2 separate regions of the Ovis aries genome follow, and region 2 is linked to region 1. Evidence: chromatin contacts called from public Hi-C data. All regions are on one chromosome and are shown on one strand. Each heading gives the region's core, a stretch centred on a gene start, on an enhancer-like site or on the middle of the called end of the contact. The rest is flanking DNA. Distances are from core to core; before and after follow the strand shown. Region 1 has its middle 22 kb from the start of TRNAW-CCA. Region 2 has its middle 260 kb from the start of PLEKHG7.

The links. A called contact is a pair of places that touch in the nucleus more often than the background predicts.
Region 2: a contact with region 1 is called in a Hi-C map of liver, with 5 times the contacts expected there. The contact joins two enhancer-like sites.

Annotation. Positions count from the first base shown.
Region 1 is chr3:127,751,095-127,756,434 of ARS-UI_Ramb_v3.0, forward strand. No RefSeq gene overlaps it. Among named protein-coding and RNA genes, the nearest start is that of TRNAW-CCA, 22 kb to the right of the region's middle. Within about 2 kb of position 2,232, at least 4 of the 54 cell types and tissues checked have an H3K27ac peak or open chromatin away from gene starts, as enhancers often do. A contact at or near this core is called in liver, where this site is marked.
Region 2 is chr3:128,818,086-128,823,425 of ARS-UI_Ramb_v3.0, forward strand. No RefSeq gene overlaps it. Among named protein-coding and RNA genes, the nearest start is that of PLEKHG7, 260 kb to the right of the region's middle. Within about 2 kb of position 2,961, at least 3 of the 54 cell types and tissues checked have an H3K27ac peak or open chromatin away from gene starts, as enhancers often do. A contact at or near this core is called in liver, where this site is marked.

The sequences.
Region 1 (5,340 bases), core at 982-3,481:
AGATGGCCAAACCCTCTCTGCACTCCGTTTCATCACCCTAACCCTCTTCCTCAGCATAATCCCGGCAAGAGTAATTAAAGAGGCCTGAGGAAGGCATGAAGAAGTAAAATATAGCAATTGAAAAATGCATACAAAGAAGACAAGCAGTAGGAGAAACACTGGTAATGAAATGTGGAAAATGACAGAGCTGGTGTTCTTAATGAGTCATAAAGTAAATGGCAGCATGAGGCACTGTTTGCATTTCAAGCAGAATCCTTCCTTTTTAGGCTATTGTACCTGCGTCTTTTTCCATTCATGCTGGGCACACGCACTAAGTGAAATGAGGTCTCATTTTTAGCCCCTGACATTGAGAACCCAGAGAGAAGGTGAAGAGATCATCAACCACCTGGGAAATAAAAGGACGAAAAACAAACAAACAAAAATTCAGTGAAGGAGGACATGAGTAGAGATGCAAGTTTCTTCTCCATGTATCTGAAAGTATGATTTTTTAGGGTCCTGTGCAATCTTACAAAAAACAAAAAACAAAAACACAACATCAGAGGAATTGAATTTCTAGAGAGTACTAGGATTCGGGCCAATGATACCCAATTATTAACCAGAAGTATTCTCTGAACATCTGAAAGGACATTTACCATTATACTCCTTGACACTTTCTCTAAGACCGTACGTTCAGGCACGTGACAACCTGTCTTGTTACCAAGATGAATGTGCCCAGAAAGTCTTCTAATTGTAAACAATTTATCTAAATTAGGAAGGTAGTTTACTGATTAGAATGCTGAAAAAGAGCAAGATGTCTGATTCAAGTGGGAAGTTTCAGCTTTGTGTTCAAATCTTGGCTCTTCCTGCTAGTTGAGCAATTTCAGGTGAGTCACTCAAAATTTCTGAGCCTCAATTTGCCTTTTAGAACGTGGGATCACAATCTCTACCTAGCAGATATGTTGAGAGTGTTAAAAGTGATTTCAAGTGTAAAGAGCCAAGAGTGCATCTTGCAAAATGCAAATACTCCAGTCAGGTCTGCCCCAGTAGTTTTTAATTTCTGTACTACAAATAAAATGGAGACTATCTCAGTACTATTTACAGAACTGGTAATTCCTGCAGCATTAATTGTTGTTGTTGATCAGTTGCAAAGTTAAGTCTGACTCTGCGACCTCATGGACTGCAGCAGGCCAGTCTTCCCATGTCCATCACAATCTCCTGGAGTTTGCTCAAATTTATGTTCATTGAGTCAGTGATGCTATCTAACCATCTCATGTTCTGCCACCCTCTTCTCCTTTTGCCTTCAGGCTTTCCAAGCATCATGGTCTTTTCTCGTGTTATTATTTCTTAATATTTAAGGAGATCAAATTAATTTTTTTTCTAGGTCTCGAAATTCTAGCTATAAAATAAGTAAGGTGTTCAGATATAATGTACAGTTTGAGAAATACAGTCAATAATATTGTATATTAACTTTATATGGTAACTGAAAGTCGTGTCCAACTCTTTGAGACCCCACCAACTCTTCAGTCCATGGGATGCTCTAGGCCAGAATACTACAGTGCGTAGCCTTTCCCTTCTCCAGGGGATCTTCCCAACACAGGGATCAAACCCAGGTCTCCCACATTACAGGCAGATTCTTCACCATCTGAGCCACAAGGGAAGTCCAAGAATACTGGAGTGGGTAACCTAGCCCTTCTCCAGGGGATCTTCCTGACTCAGGAATTGAACTGGGGGTCTTCTTCATTGCAGGCAGATTCTTTACCAACTGAGCTATCAGGGAAGCCCTCTTTGTAAGCTAATTGGATGGTAATTAGACTTACTGTGGTGACCATTTTGCAGTATATGAAAACATCAAATCACCCTGTTGTACAAGACCCCATGGACTGCAGCCTACCAGGCTCCTCTGCCCATGGGATTTTCCAGGCAAGAGTACTGGAGTGGGGTGCCATTGCCTTCTCCGTATATCTGAAACAAACCACTAATTCTTATACTTTTGAAAATTGACATCATTTTACTCGTATATTAGAAGAATGAAACCTAGGAAAGTCAAGTTACTGATTTGGGGGCATTGTAGAAAGAGCTAGGAGTCAAATTCAGCTCCATCCTGTCAAGCAAAACTGAGCTCTTCTTTTAATCTGAGTAATAATTAACTAAAGAGAAAAATAGCTTTGCCATTAATACTCTGTTAAACTGATAAAACAGTTACTTTTTGTTCAGCCCAGAACAAATAAGAGTTCTGTGTGTCTGAGTGGCGTGTTGCCACATCCTGATCCCCTTGCCAGCAGCGGCACCTCTATCTCAGCCTCAGTTCCTGAGATGATAGCTGCTCACAGTTGTCCCCTTCTCTGGAGAATTTCTCTCTTTAATCCCGTACTGCCTAGCCTGAGACGCTATGCCACCCCACGCTACCCTTTTACAACCCATGGCCAATGACAGACTGTTGTTATTTTGTCGCCAAGTCATGTCTGCCTCTTTGTGACCCTGTGTACTGCAGCCTGCCAGGCTCCTCTGCCCATGGGGTTTCCCAGGCAAGAATACTGGAGTGGGTTGCCATTTCCTTCTCCAGGGGAACTTCCTGACTCAGGGATCGAACCCGCGTCTGAGACCAACCAGGGATAAAAATGATAGAGCGCTTGCCTCAATGTGAGGTGAGATTTATGCTTCAGAGATCCAGTAGGATCTGGCTGGAGTATCTCCAGCTGCGTGTCTGTCCTAGTTTACCTCCTCCTCTGGCCTGTCCTGCTTCTCTCACTCCCTTCTCTTGAAGGCTGTTTGTTGATTAAATACCCCCATCTGAATTCCTGTCTCCAGTTCTGCTCCTAGGAAACCCAGTTTAAAACACTGAAGAAAGGAGTTTATTAATGATTAATTTCATATTTGAAAGAAATGGATTCAAAGAATCCATTAGGATTCAGTTTCAATGCCAGAGAAAAAGCATTTAAAACTGGGAATCCTAGAACAAGTTTAAAATCTTCTTGTCGTTTGAATAGACAAGTTGTAAAAAAAACCATGAATGCAAAATGTTAAAGCATTCCCATTACATTTATCCCAGATCCATAATGGCATAAAATTGGAATTTGCCATCTAAAATAGCCCATTAAATTTCTCAGTGTTTTTATGGTTTAGGGAAAATACTTTATATATCTCCTCCCTATCAATCCCAAAGACTGAAGCCTCAAATTTCCCAAGTTTTGAGAACACATTAGTGACTTTAAGTGGCCAGCAAGGGAACTTTTGATCAAACTCTTAAATAAAAGTGACAGGTATATCTGCCATCCTGATGTACACAAGTTTTCTGTTTTGGGGAGTATATGTGATTTACACATTATGTCAGCCTCTGCTGATATACTGTATAAGATTTCAGCACTCAAATATCTCTTTTATTGAAAGACTAAAATTAAAAATTGCTTAGAAAGCCACCCAAAGTCTTTAAGAATGAATATCTGAGATAATTCCAAAGAGGTATAGGATTTCAAAACTGTAAAAATTGAGAAAATTAAATAAGAGGAAATTAAGGTCTTAGTTTACTAACGTACATGATTTCCAACTTCTATGTTCTTTCATAAGTAGGTAAAACTAAGTTTAAAAAAAATGCTACCCTATAACCAAATATTCAGAATAGCTCATTGCTAAACACTGACCTAAAATGCTCTATTTTCCTATGTTCTTTTAACCACAGTATTTTGCAACTGCAACTAATGTTCTCATAAGATCTGCTGTCACAGTTCTTCGACAAATTCAGACAGACATTTGTACAAATAAGTTGTGAAGTTGCCAGTGAACCTGAAAATCATGTCTAAGAAGAAACCAACCCCAAACTCATAAAAGGCTGTGAGTGTGAATAACAGCATTAGCCCTAAGTGGGCACAGCGAGGTTGGTCAATACCGATGAAGGACACCTCAGGTCTTAAGACACTTGCCAAAGGGTGACCATACCGCCCTGTGTGCTCTGGAAAGTCCCTGGAATGTGTCTCCAACATTGTCAGCCATGCTCAGACAGCCTAAACTGATGAAGAGAAAAGCAGCAGAAGATAAGATAAACTGGCCCGTTCCTAATTTTGCTGTGGGAAAATCTTCCTTCTCTGGTTTTTGATAGTTGAAGAATTCAACAAATATCTTTTGTAAGACATCAGAGGGCAAAAAAGTTCATCCAAAGTGAAATGAATGGTTGGCTTCTCTTTTTCCAGTCTGTTCTTACTTCTTCAGTGAAGAGACTGGATTATTGCTGAAAAGAGTTGTGGGAGGAGAAACTCTTTTATAAACTGAAGGATTTTTGTATGATTTTCTGGTAGAAAATATCTGATCAGTTGTCGTCAGCCTCTGTATTTCTGCTGGCTAAATATTGTTTATCTTTTTGGAAGACTTTGGCAGGTTTTCTATCCTTAGGAAATGAGTCAGGAAACAACAGCGAGACTTCAAAGGAAAGCTCAGGGTTATCTTCTGATTTATGAAATGACTATTTCCATCACTTATCAGCACACTGAGTCCTTCCCGTGGAACTACAATCCTAGCATGTGAATAGAATGGGGGAACTTTTGGTTATCACAGTCATTATCAGAAACACCACTTCTGAAAGGTCCATACCAAAATGGTGGGAATCCTAAAAGCCACATGAGGTTCACCTGAATAATTAGTAAACATAAAATTTTGGAGATTGGGGAACAAGCTTTTTTCCTTTAATTTATGCTGTGTTACACTTTTGTCCAAATTAGGGCATTAATTCTCTCTCTGAAGTTCCTGTTGATTTTCCCCATTTCTTAATTCCCTTGCTCTTAATAACTAAGGATGAAGAATAGTGGGTCTCATTCTGGTTGTGCCTCTGTCTCGTTATCTGAGCTTGAGAAAGTTATAAGATGCCAATAGTCCTTAATTTTACCACCCCTTACATGGAAATCATAGGCCCAGAAAGCTCATAGTAAAAAAGATAAAAATAAAGTAGAAATCCAGATGCTGCCCCTAGAGATTCTGATGTAGGAGACCCTGGTCAGCTTGGAAAATAAATAGAAGTAAATATATATAAAGAGAAATAAAAATATAGAGAGCTGCCTTGATGACTTTGATCATGAACTAGTTTCAGGCACCACTGGACAATATTAGATAAGCTATGAGGATTTTCATAGACTTATGAATATTAAATATATTCTATGAGAAAAGAAAATTCTGATGTAAAATAATTTCCTCACTTCAAGGTTGCCAGTTCTTCAAATGGCAACTTCAGAATCATTCTGCATATCCTTGGTAATATTAAATAGCCACTCATCTCAATGAGAATTGAGAGACAAGAAAACAAAGGGAAAATAAAATCAATTAAGCCTGGCAACTCTGGACACAATAAACTTCTAATTTTTCCTCAGTTAGGTTGTT
Region 2 (5,340 bases), core at 1,711-4,210, 1.1 Mb after region 1:
TTGTCATAATTGCTATTGCTAGGTGTGGACATTAGTCACAATAGTGATTTATGCAGGCTTTCAGGTTACCATATGGAAGTGCAGATCCAATGGGGAGAGAGAACGAGGTTCCCTTGTCCCATTCTGCCCTGCAGTGCCGAGGCATTATAGAGTAATCAACAGAAGCAAGTTGCTTTAGATTCAGACATTACCTGGATTCCCAATCTTTCAATCCATGATACTTGGGTAAGTGACACTTCTTTATAAGTCTCAGTGCCCATGTCTGCATAAGACAGTGGTAACCATCTGAAGGAGATCAGCCCTGGGATTTCTTTGGAAGGAATGATGCTAAAGCTGAAACTCCAGTACTTTGGCCACCTCATGCAAAGAGTTGACTCATTGGAAAAGACTCTGATGCTGGGAGGGATTGAGGGCAGGAGGAGAAGGGGATGACAGAGGATGAGATGGCTGGATGGCATCACTGACTCGATGGACGTGGATCTGAGTGAACTCCGGGAGTTGGTGATGGACAGGGAGGCCTGGCGTGCTGCGATTCATGGGGTCGCAAAGAGTCGGACATGACTAAGCGACTGAACTGAACTGAACTGAACCATCTCATGGAACAAAGTCTGTGTAAATGAGATGATGCTTATCAAGTGGTTAGCACAGAGCTGGGAGCATAATGAGTTCAATCAATGGCATCCATTACTATTACATCTCAAATAATGCCTGACTTCTGTGAATCTACTGGGGAAAAGGATTCAAAACCCTCTTGATATAGGGGTGTTAAATAGCTCAGTATTTGCTTCCAGTTCACAGGGTACCTCCTTGAAACTTTGCAAATGTGGAAAACAACATTATGGTAGGCCTGCCTTAGAGATGTGATCATTTCAGGGTTTCTCCATATCCTAAACATCCCAGTTTGTTTTTAATCCATTTTAGACACATTTAGGAATTCCTGGCAGGGGTCATGTTAATGACATTAAATAAACACAGGTTTTATAGCCAGAGACCTGGGTGAGCTTGGGATATTCATTAACATCTCAGAGCCTCCATATTCTCAGCTGCAAAGGAGGTATAAGACTTGCTTTGAAGCGTGGTCATGAGTATAAAAAAAGGAAAACAAGATTTCAATGTAAAAGGTTTCAGTTTAACAGTAGCAATAGAGGGGGAGACCCAGAAGGAAGAACCTATTATGTCTAAATTTTCTTTCTGGTAAATGTTCCTTCTATTCTCCTCAACCTCGTGGCACATGTTACCAGCATTTGGGGCAACTAATGAGTAGTCTGGGGAAGGCCATGACACCCCACTCCAGTACTCTTGCCTGGAAAATCCCATGGATGGAGGAGCCTGGTAGGCTGCAGTCCACGGGGTCGCAAAGAGTTGGACACGACTGAGCGACTTCACTTTCACTTTTCACTTTCATGCATTGGAGAAGGAAATGGCAACCCACTCCAGTGTTCTTGCCTGGAAAATCCCAGGGATGGGGAAGCCTGGTGGGCTGCCATCTATGGGGTCGCACAGAGTCAGACACGACTGAAGTGACTTAGCAGCAGCAGCAGCAGCAGCAATGAGTAGTTGGTAACTCTCCCTTAGGAGAGGACCACTGGATGACGCTGTATTGGTCTCAGCCACAGTAAACCTTTTGCCCAGAGAGAATGTAAAGTCTACTAGCAGAAAGCTGGTGCTCTCTTACTGGCCTTTATCAAGGACCTGATTCCCTTCAACAAAATGAGTAGTAGTTGTTGAAAAAAGCCTATGTGCATTTATGTAGTGAGAGGTGTTTTATGGGATGAGGTGAGTAATGAAAAAGTAATCATTACCATAATTTTATAACCTAGACATAAAGAAGTGGAGAAGGACCAGAGTTCTTAAATATTTGCCATTTAATATCTTCAGGCAAGTCAATATATTGTCTTATAAATCAGCAAGCAGTAGCCTGGGGTTAGAGGCTGGAAGGTTTAGAGGAGGAAGGAACCTTAGATGTCACATAACACTATCTGCCTTTCACAAAGAGGATCAAACACAGGACCACAGAGGGCCAGGGAACATGCCAAGGTTAGGCACTGCCACTTGTTTTGACTACCTCTAGAGAGATTCTTAGCTTCCCTGGTGGCTCAGATGGGAAAGAATCTTCCTGCAATGCAGAAGGCCTGGGTTCAATCCTGGGTCAGGAAGATCCCTTAGAGAGGGAAATGGCAACCCACTCTTGTATTCTTGCCTGGAGAATTCCATGGACAGAGGAGCCTGGCAGGCTACAGTCCATGGGGTTGCAAAGAGTCAGACATGACTGAGTGACTAACACACACACACACACACACACACACACACACACACACACACACACACATACACACTGCCTCTCTCTGGAAAGTGAGTTAAGAGTTACCAACCGAATTCTGAAATAAGGTCAGTTATAAAAGCCTGTGGTGGCCACCTTTTCTTTCATTATTTAGAAAAGGCTCATCTGAACTTGTTATCAGGAGACACAGACTGAGAGAAGGAACATATTTTTTCACATGTCAGGAAGCCAGGAGTCATAGAACATCCACATCTAGAGAAAGGTGAGATTAAAAAATCACTGTGAAATACAGACTGTTCACGAGCTGTTTCTGAAATGCAGGCTTTGTGAGAAAGAACCAAAGGCAACAGAGAGCACAATCCATAACCACGTGCTCTTGGTGTGGATGTGCTGGACGGAATGTCCATGTGGTTGGATCACAGAAATGATCCACTGGAAAGAAGGTTGCACTGTTTCTCAAAGGCAGACAGGGAGGAAAGCAACATTTGTTGAGCTTCCCTTAGCCCTGAAAGTGCTTACAAACAGCAAGGTCAGTATTTGAACCTAGGTTCAGCTAAGTTTAAAGTCCAGGTTATTTCCCAGCAAGCCAAAGAAATGTCCCAACTCCAGCCTCCTCCTGCAGTGTGGACAAGCAAGTATCTCTTCCAGCAGGTGATTATAGTTTCCACAGACGGGAATTGTGTACAGGGCTGAGGGGAAGGCCAGCAGCTGCAACGTGCTTGGCACAAAGGCTGGAACTGCAGGAACTATTCCAGACGAACTAGTCATCACAGCTGACTGGTAAGGGAAGTTGACTTTAGGGAATCAATATCTGCAAGCATCTTCATTGCACCATTATGTAGACAGACTAAACTGATTGGTTAAACTAATAGTTAAGATCAGACTTTGTTTTGGAACTTAAAAGTTTATTAAGATGAGAGAGAAGAAGCTTCCTGAAACACAGACTGTCAATAGTCAAGAGGGAGACTGTGGGAGTGGGAATTCCGCTTAAAATGGGAAACCAAATATTACAAGACTAAAATTTTGATGACTTATTATAGAAAGTAAAACCAAAATCCCATGTTATGAAAGTAATGAATTCATAGGTCATTCTTTAAAATAAAAACAGTCCAAACTTTATACCTAAACACTCTTCCATCTTGTAGAATCACTGAAAGATTCCAAGTGTTCTCTTTCATCTTCCCTCTTCTGAAAAAGGGCACACACTTTCACAAATACGTGCACTACGAGTCCAGAAGTGGACAGCATTGTGTTCTCACTGTCCAAGGCTACTTCATGGTGCTGGGCACACACAAATAGGCGTTTCTTTAAAATCAAAACACACACCAACCATCCACAGAAGGTTCCTTCTACCTGCTATCTCCTGGTCCACTGGCAAGACCTGAAGGAGAAACCTCTCTTCTTGGATTGAGACTCTGGAGCTCTTGTCCATCCTTCCATATTTTCAAGTAACTCCCCTCCACAGAGAATCATCTGATCAGGAAGGTTCACTGGCCATGTAAGAGGTGACATTTACCCATTGTAATATAGGTGGCTTGGGACTTAGTTCTCCTAAACGTCAGTGTCCTCATCTATAAAACTTGTTAAGATAAAGGCTCCTTCATAAGCCTAATCCTGCATATTATGTGGGAAAATATATAAAGCACTGAGCACATACTATGAGCCACAAAACATGTCCAGGGATGCTCAACATCTTGCTGTGCAGGCTCGCCTTCAAGCTACTAGGGTACCTTGACTTATAGCCTCTGGACTTAAGGGAAAGCTAAGTCTCTTCTGGAGAGAGTCCATGTGTCTTGTATTTCTATCCTGTGTAGGGAGAATTTAATTGCTTCTCAGTCTCCTACATGTTAAGTTGGTTGTTCCCTTCTGATTTCCAGCCCAGAATCTCTTGCATTAGCCTCTCTTCCCAAATTCTATTCAGGTCAGATTGCATGGTTGGTTTTGTCTTTTAGCACCTGCTATTAATTAATTCAAAATTTCCCAGGTTTTCTTTCAGCCCTTATTGTGTTTCCTCAGACACCTCTCTTAGAATGTATCTTTTGTCCCCAAACACCTGGGACCCATATCAATTCTATTTTCCACAGTTTCTTACTCTGAGCAACTGCACTGCACATAAATGAGCTTCTAAACATAAGTGAAAGGGAGGTTGAGATATGTATATACTAATTATTCATTCATTCTTCACAAATGACTTATTGGGCACCTCCTAGTATTTGGCGTTTTTAAATATCAGAAGACATGTCTCTTAATATAAAATAATTCCAGTCCTCAAGAAACTTAATCTGGGAGAAGATAAACACAAAGCTTTTAATATAATATGTCATAAGGTCTACAATAAATCAGTGGTTCTCAACACTGGCTGCACATTAGAATTGCCCGGTTTCAGTTTGACTCCAACCTAGACCAGTGGAAACAAAGTCTCTCAGTAGGGTCTGGGTGTTGTGTTTTGATAAATTTCCAGGTGATTCCATTCTGCAGGCAGGTTGGAGAACACTCTAGACAGAGGAAAGCATGGGATGCTTTGAGACCACAAAGAAGAGGTGTGAATACTAACTGATAATTACTAAAAGGCTACTAAGCAAAGATGACACCTTTGCTGAATCTTAACAGGTGAGTTGTCCAGGTGAAGCTGTAGAAAAGCCATTCCCAGCACAGGGGAACAAGAAGAGTTCATAGAATTGCAAATAATTCTTGGTAGAGTTTGGAGAGGGCTAAAGTGTTTGGACATTCTTTGGTAGATAAAGGACAACCATCAAATGGCCATTAGCAAGACAATTGTATGATTAATCGTAGGTACTTCTGAAGGACCAAGACATCAACTGGGGAGGAAATTGTACTTTCATTGCAATTCTGTCCCAATAAGAAACTATCTTCCCTTGAATAAAACCTTCAAAATTCTTGGCACCTCCCTTGGATTCAGACATTACAAACAGGAAACTCTACCCATGAACTAACCTTCGCCCTGTCCTTTCCTGAAACAAAGAGCAGCTGTTCTCCCACTTCCATGTGTCTGGAGGAAAGAAGGGCCCCTGGTATTCTCAGCTGACTTCAAAGAAATG